Linked DNA regions of Zea mays: region 2 is linked to region 1. The links are chromatin contacts, called in public Hi-C maps. All regions are on one chromosome and are shown on one strand. The core of a region is the stretch at or near the end of the contact, and the rest is flanking DNA. Distances in the headings are between cores, read along the strand shown.

Region 1 (5,753 bases), core at 2,919-5,418:
GAATAAGTTAGGGCACATATCAGAAATGGTTGGACTAAGTTTTTTTCACCTTTACCTTTAAACCATTGTTTTGGGATAGTGATTGAGAGTTGTTGCATATACTTTTCAGGCTTTGTTTAGAACCCCTAGAGCTAATAATTAGTCAGCTAATAAATTATTAGCTAACTGAGACAACTAATAAACTAATTGTTAGATATGTGTTAACTAACAATTAGTCTAAGCTGAGAATGTTTGAAACTTTACAGCTAATTTTAATATAAATATTGATTTTAGAGGCATAGCCTTAGCCTTAGTCCTTACGGCGCCTGCTTTGCAAGTCGATTGCTGGCTTTTGTGGCGTTAAACGTTACGACTCTACCAAGTCTTTGCGCCTTGCACGCAGGGCCGGCCCTGGACAGGTGCCGGCGGTGCGGCCGCACCGGGCCTCCGAGAACCAGAGGGCCCCTCTCCGTATATATGTGTATGTGTATATATATAGAAAATGTTTATGTAGATTATAACACAAAGATTGATAAAAGGCCAAAGCCCATCAACGTACAATATGCATGCCTGTTTAAACTCGATTACGTACTTGGCTTCTCGTGGATGCTTGAGCTGCAATCCTCTTTGCCTTCTCGTGGAAGCCTCCGCTCACGTTGTCCAGGCTACAACAATTGTTCGGCACCAGCAGTAGCAGCTAGCAGCGACAGACGGGAGGGATCATCTTGTCCGCTGCTCTGTCATCTGCCCAGACCACGCCGTGCCTAGCGGTAGCGACATGGTAGCGTGCCCTGCCTCGGTAACTTCGTCAAGTCTGCTACTCTACTTTCGTTGTTCAATTTTCGCCTCAAACCAATCTTTACTTAGTTAAATGTTCTTTTATTTCTGAGTATAGGTTATTTTGTGTTCTGATCACCACATTCCACATGCATCTAGTAGTGAAAAAGGAAAAAAACATAAAGATAAGTTCAATGCATCGTAGTATTCATAATTTTTTGGTATTTGTGATGAATGGGGCCTTAATTTTTGTCTCGCACCGGGCCACCAAATTCTCAGGGCCGGCCCTGCTTGCACGGGTTCACTTCATATATATATATATATATATATATGGCACATCGACACGGATCGATCGTAAAGGACACCGACGCAAGCGTGCAACAGTATCCCCTTCTTCAGCAGCGACAGGACCAACTCCAGTCTCTGCCTTGCAAGCCATACAAGCGTACGTCTCTTCCGTCGAATGATGCACCGTAGCGGCCACATGCATTGGGTGGACCTGGCAGTGACGCGATCGTGTTGCTTTGCCAGGAGGAATAGTGACGTGGGTGTTTACCGGGGTACAGTGTTGTGTTACTTCGGGACTCAAGATTAATGGACACCTTGGCAATATATATCTACATATAAAATGAAATATATTTCTATCCGGGCAACTTCTATTTTAATGGTCTGGTTTCCATCCTTGGACGACACCAAACGCATCAAAACTACTGAAACTAAACACACAACTACTATTAGACTAGTTTTTGATAATCAGGGCTAGCACACACAGTTTTGCACATGGTTAAGTGTTACGCTATATATCCTTCTCTATTTAAAATTAATTTCTAGAGTCGTCTTGTTAAGTCAATTATTCTATGTCTGGCCAGATTTACATAAAAAGTGCTGAAATTTGTGTGACACGTACATAAGCATATAACATACCTAATAATACGAATTTGATATTATAGATCTTGGCACTTTTTTATATATAGTTAGTCAATCAAATATATATATAAAATATATTTTATTATCTATGTCAACACTAGTGCTACTGTATCGATGTACGCATGTCTAGAGAGTAAACCTTAAATTATGGGATTAGAGCATCTTTAATATAGGCCTTAAACAAGTTTGTATTTTGAAATATAGGGCTCAGGACCATAACACACACTCCAATAATGACCTTATTTCATAAAAATTCATCAAACGATTATACGACTCGATCTCTCGAGTCCTAAATATACGACCCTATATATTGGAGCCCTATTCTCGTTTCTTATTAATTTACAACTATTTTATTTTCTAATAACATGGTTTATTTTCTAAATAGTATTATTTAAGGCCTAACTGTTGTAGTAAAAAAATTATTTGAAGCCCTAAAACATTTAGACGCGGTCCTATTTCAATTTTAGAGCTCCTTGTTGGAGATGTGGTGTTGGTTCCTTTAGTCCTAAAGTTTAGTCGCTAAAATTTATATTTGAATTCCCATTTGAGAGACTTTTTAGTTATATTATTTGTCAGTTTAGTGACTAAAGTTTAAGCGTTGAGAACTAAACATCCCCTAAAATAAAGTTTGGTTACTCCTTATCTACTAGATGAGGAGAGTAACTAGGGATGTTTGGTTTCGTGTTTAAGGCGTCACTACGGTTGTGACGCATTAGGGAGGAAACCAAACAACCCACTAATGAACCGTTAGAATCTATTTTTGTTTGGCATTTACACGATCGAAATACCAGTGACTAAACTTCGTTGTTTTATTTATTTTGTTTTGTTTCGCCAGAACCCAAATGCCACATGTGGGCCCTACTAACCGTATCTCCTTCACCGTTGGTAACTCTCGTATAGTTCGTTCGTTTATATTAAAAAAAACAGAGAAAAATGTCGTGTATTCGTTGGGAGCTCTCTGTCCTCTCGTAAGACATTCTGAAGCCGGCGATCGCGCTTGCATGGCAAACACACGGCGACGACGTCCGTGCGTGAGAGTCCATGGCCTCTTGTGCTCGGCCGGGTTGGTTGGCGAGCCGTATCGTCCCGTCTTGAATGAGGAGGAAGAGGCACGTCCCTATCTCTCTCTCTCTCCCAAGCGGCCAAGCCCGACGGAGTTCTATATAAACACGCGCGCCAAAAGCCCAGCTCAGCCCACCCCAGGTCGCCACGCCCGCCACAAGAAGCAGCAGCCTTACCCGAACCGAAGACGAACCCTACCGCGCCTTGATATCATATCGTCTCCGTGTCGTTCTCGCAGCGCAGCGAGCGAGCCACGCGCTCCTGCGCAGTAGCGTAATGGCGGTGCAAGGCGGCGAGGAGAGGGAGAGCGGGAAGGGCGCCGCCCCGGCGGTGGTGTCAGGCGGCGAGGCGGGCCCGCCGGGCCGGAGGACGGCGAGGGGCCACCCGCTCCTGCGCGGCGGGTGGAGGCGCGACCGGTACACGCACGGGATGCGGCCGGCGCAGATGGAGGCGCTCCGCGCCATGTGCGGCGCGCTCATCCCCTCGCTGCCCGCCGACGCCGACGCCGGCCGCGGCGACCCGCCCGGCGGCAAGGACCTCGAGCGCTTCTACCTCGCCTCCGCGGCCGACTCCACCATCCCCGACGAGGTGAGCAGCGAGAACCCAACCCACACGAATTGCTTCGTGGATCCCCCCCCCCCCCCCCCCCCCCCGCCGTGTGTTTTGGTGAAAAAAAAAATCAAAACGGAAACCATATTCGTCTCATCATCTGGGTGGTACGGTGTGCGTTCCCCTGTTCATCTCTGGACGTTTGGAGTAGGTGAGGTGAGGCCCTGCTGTCCTCTATAGATGGCCATTTGGCACTAACACGATGGGCCGGCCCAGGCACGACACGAAAAAGCACGGTCCAGGCACGACCCGGCCCGGTTAGTATAGTGCTAGTGCCTGGCACGGCACGGCTATAGTGCCTTGCCTGGGCCACTATCTCGACCCGTAGTGCTGGCACGGGCACGACACGGTTACATTTTTTATTTTAAAAATAATAGTTTACATATATCAAGTATAAGAATTCAACATATAACACAATAAAACTACATCTGCACTGGTTAGATGGATGCGTTTAAGCCTCTTATGCACTAGGTTGTGAGTTCAAACCCTTAAAACTGCACATTTTTTGCTAAATTATACAATATAATCAGATGGGCCATAGTGCCACCGGGCCGGCCCGGCACGACTAGCAGGCTGACCGGCCCATCTGGCACGGCACGATTCAGTAGCCGGGCCTGGCGGGCCATGCCGACCACGGGCCGTGCCGGTCACGGGCCGGGCCGTGCCGGGCCGGGCCGGCCCGTTTGGCCATCTATACTGTCCTCTGCGGTGATGCTCTATGTGGCAGGCGCTGGTAATAAAAATCTTGCGCCCAGCGTACGCAGCAAACCAACAAATAAAAACCCTTGCTCGGTACCCAGCACTGCACAGGTCCCGCCGTCCCGTCCCGGGCGCTGGCACTGAGAAACTGGGCAAGACATCCCGTCCGCTGCACGGGAAAGTAGCGGTGCACGCCTGAGTGATCCTGTCACGACTTTTGAATCGCTTGCTCCCTAGAAGTAGCAGTGCCAGCAACTAGTACTGTGGTATCGACGTTACACCTCATGCTAACTCGTACACGTGAGAAGACGTAAGCAGATTAGCTCAAAAGCCCCCGTCACTGATGTCACGCTCTTCCCCCTCCGCGAAATAACAACCTCGATTTCTGCATGATTTATTGTTTACACATACGAAGGCTTGCTTTCCAGCAGTATCTAACCGAATCAGAGCCTGACATTTCTTTTTGTATCTCGTGCTTGCTTGCTGTAACAAACAAACGAACGAACGACCAAAAGGTCGCGGAGCTGATGGTGACGCGGTGCATCCGCGAGGCGGTGGCGCTGGCGTGGGTGGTGCTTTGGGCGCTGAGCACGCGGGCGGGCACGCTGCTGCTGTGCGGCCGGCTCAGCCTCGGCGCCGGCTTCCCCTACGTGCGCAGGTTCGCCGACATGGCGCCGGAGCGGCGGGAGGCGGCCCTGCGGCGCTGGAACCGGGTGCGCTGGCTCTTCCCGCTCCGCATCGCCTTCGCCATCGTCAAGATCCTCTGCCACTACGTCTTCTACGCCATGGTACGCCGGCCGCACCCTTCTCTCTCGTACGCACCGTGCTGGCCGCAATAAATCTAGGCGTCTATACTAATCGGCAGGAGATTAGGTTCTGGAACCCTCCAATTAGTAACGGGCGGCTTTCCACTGTTCCTGAACGCGGGTACTACTAGTGTGGTACGTCAGCCAGTTCTCTGAAATCTGAATACAGCGATAGGGAATCATGCATGCATGGTCCACTCCAGCCACACCGGCGAATCTGAACACAACAAGAACGTCAGGATCAGGAACAACATATATAGCGCCGACACGGCATTTAAAGTGTTTACTGCAGAGATCTGAAGCTAGTGTTATTATTATGCATGGTAGCTTGCCGCTGCTCATTCAGGAGGTACTACAACTTACTATCTGTTCAGGATCGTTGGGTGCTTTAGAATCACATAATAATTACAGGACAGCTCTGCGGGAGGCCCCGTCTCTGATCTCTCTCCAAGCTAAACACAACAAATACTTTCTGATGAATAGCACACTAAAAAGTCTTGCTCGGCCCAGTTCCGAAAACTGAAAATGACTGCTTATCTGAATGCTAACTTGGCCATGCACGTTTTCGAATCTTCAGATGCCATGAGAGGCAGCATAACACACCAGTATAGTCTTATAATGTGCTAAGGTGTCTCGGTCCATGAGAAGGGACCACAAAAAAATCTGGTTCTTGTGATCAGGGCAGCTTGTTTAACAATGGATCGTGTATCATCAAGGTCACCAACCATAGCCACAAGCATGGCAGTGGACCAGTGGGACGGATAGGGCTCGAGTCCCCTCTACTGCTCTTGTGCCTATGGAGACCCTCTAAATCTTAAACGTATATGGTATAATAATATAGAAGGGTTTCATATATATAGTAGTGGTTTAGTTTAGTCCATTCTAAAAATAATT
Region 2 (5,348 bases), core at 2,815-5,314, 250 kb after region 1:
GAGAACACTCATTTAGGGGGAGTAATCTTTTAGTGCTTCTATTGATATTAATTGATAATTCTTTAAAGAGGGCAAGTCTTATTTGCTTCCTATATGCTTTTAATGTCTTCCTTTTCGGTGGTTGATGCCAAAGGGGGAGAAGTTGTAGGGACCAAAGCAATGAAAATGTTATCAAACACCAAACACCACCAAATTAAAATTTTGATCTTTCAAGTGGTTTTTGCATTTTGGTCTAAAATAGGAAGTAAGTGAATTATGGAGTTAGGGGGAGACTTAAGTCCATAATATCACATTGTGGGGACAAACATGCATCCTAGCAAGTAGATTACATAATGTCATTCAAATAACTGTATTATTTGCTTGCTTTGGTTGTGTTGTCATCAATCACCAAAAAGGGGGAGATTGTAAGGAAAATGGACCCCGGGCCATTTGGCTAATTGAGTTTTGGTGTTTGATGATCAACACAATCCGTGAACTAATAAGTTTTCTAGTGTTTGTGTTTGTAGTTCACAGGATGCAAGATTAACTTGGACGAAGGAATTGAGGAAAGCAACACCTCAAAAGAAGACATTAAAAAGATCCAAGAAAAGTCCAAGTGTGCTGCCTGCGGACTGTCTGTGCGTGGAGCACCGGACTGTCCGGTGGCACACCGGACTGTCCGGTGCACCAGGAAACCGCAGCCCAACGGCTAGTTCCAGGTGGCACCCGGAGAGAAGACCACCGGACTGTCCGGTGTGAGGACCGGACTGTCCGGTGTGGAAAGCTTGCGGCGCCAACGGTCACCTGCTCTATCAGGGCAACGGCTAGGCGCACCAGACAGGCTACAGTGCGCTGTCCGGTGCACCACCAGATTGTCCGGTGCACCACCGGACTATCCGGTGTGCTGTAGAGAAGCATCAGCTTTTCTCCAACGGCTCTATTTGTGTTGGGGGCTATAAATACACCCCCAACCAGCCATTTCCAGGTGTGGGAGCCCAAGCAACATACCAAGGCATATTGTAGACATTTCCAAGTGCTCAAACACCCAAGTGCTTAATAGAATCACTCGGTGATTAGCATAGATGCTTTGCGAAGTGCTTAGATTAGTTAGACCGCATTAGCGCTTGCTCTATAGGTGAATCCTAGTTAGTTGAGTGAGTTTAGATAAACCACACAACCCCTCGGCTCTTGTGTGGGCCGTTGTAATGGTATCGAGTGGGGCGAGAGTCTTGCAAGACCGTGACAACCGCGTTTGTGTCACGGCCGCCACCGTGTACCGGAGGGAACGAGGCCCGCGGCGTTTCGGCCGGAAGCTCGATAGTGGAGACGGCGGGGAGCGTCCGAGAGGAGCCGGAAGCGGAGCACCACTTGTGCGTGGAGAAGGCCCGCGGCTCTCTACGGAGTTACTCGACCGAGGTGCTTGGCCCTCGCGTGGGCTTCCCTTTGCGTAGGGGCACCAACGAGGATTAGTTGGGACCTTGCGCGGTTCCGGATACCTCGATAAAAATACCGGTGTCATCCACGAGAGTTTGCTTCTCTATTTTGCTCTTTAAGTTTCCACATTTATATTAAGCATTTAAGTTTCAATCTTGTATACATACTTATTTAGTGTAGATTGAAACTTAGCCATTACGGTAGAGATAGCAACACTTAGACAAAACCTAGTTTGCACATTCTAGTTTGACTATTTGCATAAGTTTTGCTCTAGGGATTTATTTGTGACCTAGTTTAGCGAAAGTTTTAGAAGTCCTAATTCACCCCCCTCTTAGGCGTCAGCCGTTTCTTACAACCGGGAAGAATCAATTTCCTCGTCATATTCCCGTGCATAAGTTATTCCCTCATGAAGGAGAACTCAGTGTTGAGTCCACATTTCTAGCCACATAAACTACTATAAGGCCTAGAGTTTTCAGTTTCTAGGTTCTCTTCATTTTGGAGAAGATGACATCAATGTGCTTGATATAAGATCTTCCATCCATTTATACCGAGGCATAGAACGTTGGCCAAAAAATTCTTTAGATTAATGGCTATCGAAAGCTAAAGCACTGCAAAATATTTCCTTTTTATAAAGAGGCTAAAAAGCTTATTTCTTTCTATAAAGCCGCTAAAAGGCATATTTTCTTTTATAAAACAGCTAAAAAGCAGGTGCGACATAGAGTTGCAAACTCTGAAGCGCAAGTTTGGTAAAGTGACCAAGTCCTGAACAATGTACCAAGTCTATAGATTCGAGGGTTGGATGACAGAGTTAAGGACTCGACTAGAAGACAAAACAAGTCAGTCACAAACAATTCAAGACGTTCAAGAAGATTCAATAGAAGAGTCTCATCAACATGAGTTAATGATTCAACCAAATAAAAATCGAAGACTATTGTCAAGAATATATATACTAGGGGTACCTGGATCAATCTCAACGAGAAGGATATGTAAGATTGGCCATGAGCTTGGCTGAGAGCCCATAGACTCGTCCATCATGATCAGAAGGAGGTCTACCACCAATAGGATTACAGAAGCACAAACACGACAAAGGTCTTATCCGAATAGAAGATATGATCAAGATCCTAACAGATAAGACAAAGGTTCTATCGGATAATACAAAGATCCTAACAGATAAATGATAAGTCAAAGATACACTTGTAATCATATAATTGGATTCATGTACAATTAGGTAACCGATTTGATACCATTATGGACTAGGTATTAATCGCCCCCTTCTTAGAAGCAGGAGCAGGGAGCCCTCAAGTAGATCCCATGAGATCATATCAGATGAGTTTTTATTAGAAAATACAAAAACACCACCATAAAGCGGACACATAATATCATCTTAAATCAAGAGGCCCGAATCTATCTTAATTTTCATGTCTCCTATGTCATACCTTTAGTTTTTGATCTCGTGATCTATCTCAATTCATTATCGAAAAATTCTCCATAAACAGTATGTTAATTTTGATTGTGCCATTCAGAGAGCTATGTTCCAGAAATATATTTTCAACACAAATTTTCATCAGTAGTATCTCCACATTATACATTAGTAGATTAATTAACAACGTGATTACGCACCTCGAACCGGTAGGTCTGTTTGGTTGATGTTGTGGCTGTGGAAAAAACTGATGTAGGCTGTAAACTGTGAAAAAACTGTTGTGTGATGTGAGCTATTAAAAATCCTAAAATCGTTTGGTACCATCAAAAGCCGCTAGAAGCAGGTCCAGAGTTGCTTTCAGTTTTACAATACGAGAAAGTCGGATTTTAGGAAAAAGTTGTTTATTGGATCCATTCCTTTAGTTTAGCTTTTGGCTTTTATGGAACAAAAGCCAAACCAAACACACTCCAAGGGTCTGTTTGGTTGGGTTGTGACTGTGAAAAAAGTTGTTGTTGCCTGTGAGCTATAAAAAAAGCTTATATGGGGTGTGATCTATTAAAAAGTTAAAAATTATTTGGTGGAATCTCTAAAGCCGCTAAAAGTTCTTACATTTATATTTTCTCAGTTTATTCAAAAGCTACTAAAAGTAGGTCTAGAGGTGCTTTCATGTTTGTCCTACGAAAAAGTCGTGTTTTAGGGCTAGATTGGGAACCCTATTTTTCAAAAAAAAATTTATTTTCTAAAAAAAACAGTTCATTTTCGTTTGTGGAAATGAATCCTTAAAAATGTTAATTTCTGGTTGCAGTCCTTTAGTTTATTTTTGGTTTTTAAAGGACAAAAACCAAAGAAAAAGCCAAACCAAACACTCAATTCGGTCTCTAAAAGCAAAACCGATCCGCACCGCACAAAATTGTTGCAGTCCTCGCTAAAAGCATAAAAAAGGATTCCGATTCGCTATTCCGTACCGTGTAGTAGCATTCAGCACCGATTCTAGCGTAGTCTACGAGCCAGGCCGGCGTCCCCCAAAATCACCGGCAGGTTTTCCTCGGTTCCCGTTACGTATGTGGACACCTGAACTCAACGCAAAGACCACGAACTGCCGTCAGAGAAGACGCTAGTAAACCGCCCGCCGCCCCAACTCACGAATCGGCACCGCCACCCAACGGGGCTGGTAGAGTACTACTAGTAGTATCCATTCATACGCGCGTGGCCGGTAGGCGCTGTAACCACTTTCTTCTTCTCTTCCAGAAGGCCCAGCCCTCCACCCTCCGGGCACCAGTGCGTGCGCCGTCGACTTCCTCTCACCTTCTCGCTCCTCGAGAACGACTCCATAGCGCACCACACCAGCGCGGCGACAGACAGCCCGCGAGGAGAAAAGGTAGAAGAGGAGGGGCAGGGAGAGCCATACATACTCACCGGTTGGATTCGGTCCAATCCAATCCAGCCGGCCGCGGCGTGACCAGCCGATCCAGAGGGCGCCGAATCGATCTGCGGGGGCGGCGCGGCGATGCGGAGGGCTACCGCTGGGGATCCCGGTCGCCGCGGGGGATGCGCATGAGGGCGTCCGGCCCGCGAATCTTCTGGTTTGGCGGGAGCCCAGGGGGCGCGCACCCCGGATCGGCGGCGCGCGGCGCGGGCAGGATCGTGTCGGTGGGGCTGCGGCAGTGACCGCGGGCGCGGGGGAGGGTGAGAAGCGGCAACTAGCACTTCGAGTCGAGCGGGCGCGATGGTGAGCGGCCACATCTTCCACTGCCGGAAGAACTCGTGGCCGGCGGAGGAGTACGTCGGCCGGACCGCGCTGCAGCTGGTGAGCCCACTTTTTGGCTCCTGCGTCGGCGAATCCGTTCCGTTTCTCGTTTCGTGTTGACTGTTGCTTGCGGGGTGGTCTGACGTTTTGGAGCTTCCTTCGCTGCAGTTGGATTTCGATGGCGGGGCGCCGCCGGAGCAGGCGTGGCGGAGGCGGCTCAACAGCCACGCGAACATCCTCAAGGAGTTCAGTGTCACTTTCATGGAGGCAATGAGGATGGTATGGACGCCTCGGGGATCCGGTCCTCTGTGTTGGGTGTTTTAGGACATGTGCTTTTTCTATTCCTCTTCTAGTTCAAAGCTGTTGCCTTGTTGGTGCTGCCTGCTAAGTTCTGCTCCCGCAATTGCAGATGAGCCTTGGCCTGAGACTATGGTCGTATGTTCGGGAGGAGGCGTCACATGGACGGGTGACATCAGCTATCCTCCTATGCATGATTTTCTTCAGAACACAAATGGATCCAAAAACTGTGCTGACAGGGTGTGATCTGTTGTTGTGCTTGCAGAAAGCACCGATCGATCCGTTCACAAAAGAGCGCTGTAAACCGTCAGCTTCCCAGGGTGTGCCACTTGGTGGGATGGGGTGTGTGCTAATGCCATTGCTTATCTGAACTTCATATATCGATGCATTCTGGAGAACTTTGCCTTCATATCAGCAGTATCGGTTTTTACAGGAGCGGAAGCATTTCGAGAGGTTTCAGGGGAGAGTTCA

The links. A called contact is a pair of places that touch in the nucleus more often than the background predicts.
Region 2: a contact with region 1 is called in a Hi-C map of bundle sheath, with 4 times the contacts expected there. The contact joins the promoter of LOC100279895 here to the promoter of LOC100274574 in region 1. A contact is called at or near these places in 5 of 25 Hi-C or Micro-C datasets (bundle sheath, ear, endosperm and 2 more).

What each region holds. Positions count from the first base shown.
Region 1 is chr1:238,096,528-238,102,280 of Zm-B73-REFERENCE-NAM-5.0, forward strand. It overlaps LOC100274574, which reads left to right and starts at 4,169. Exons shown (of 3, transcript NM_001148927.1): 1 at 4,169-4,363; 2 at 4,569-4,841. The coding sequence starts at 4,581.
Region 2 is chr1:238,342,291-238,347,638 of Zm-B73-REFERENCE-NAM-5.0, forward strand. It overlaps LOC100279895, which reads left to right and starts at 4,065. Exons shown (of 18, transcript NM_001361000.2): 1 at 4,065-4,640; 2 at 4,749-4,859; 3 at 4,990-5,046; 4 at 5,143-5,219; 5 at 5,311-5,348. The coding sequence starts at 4,560.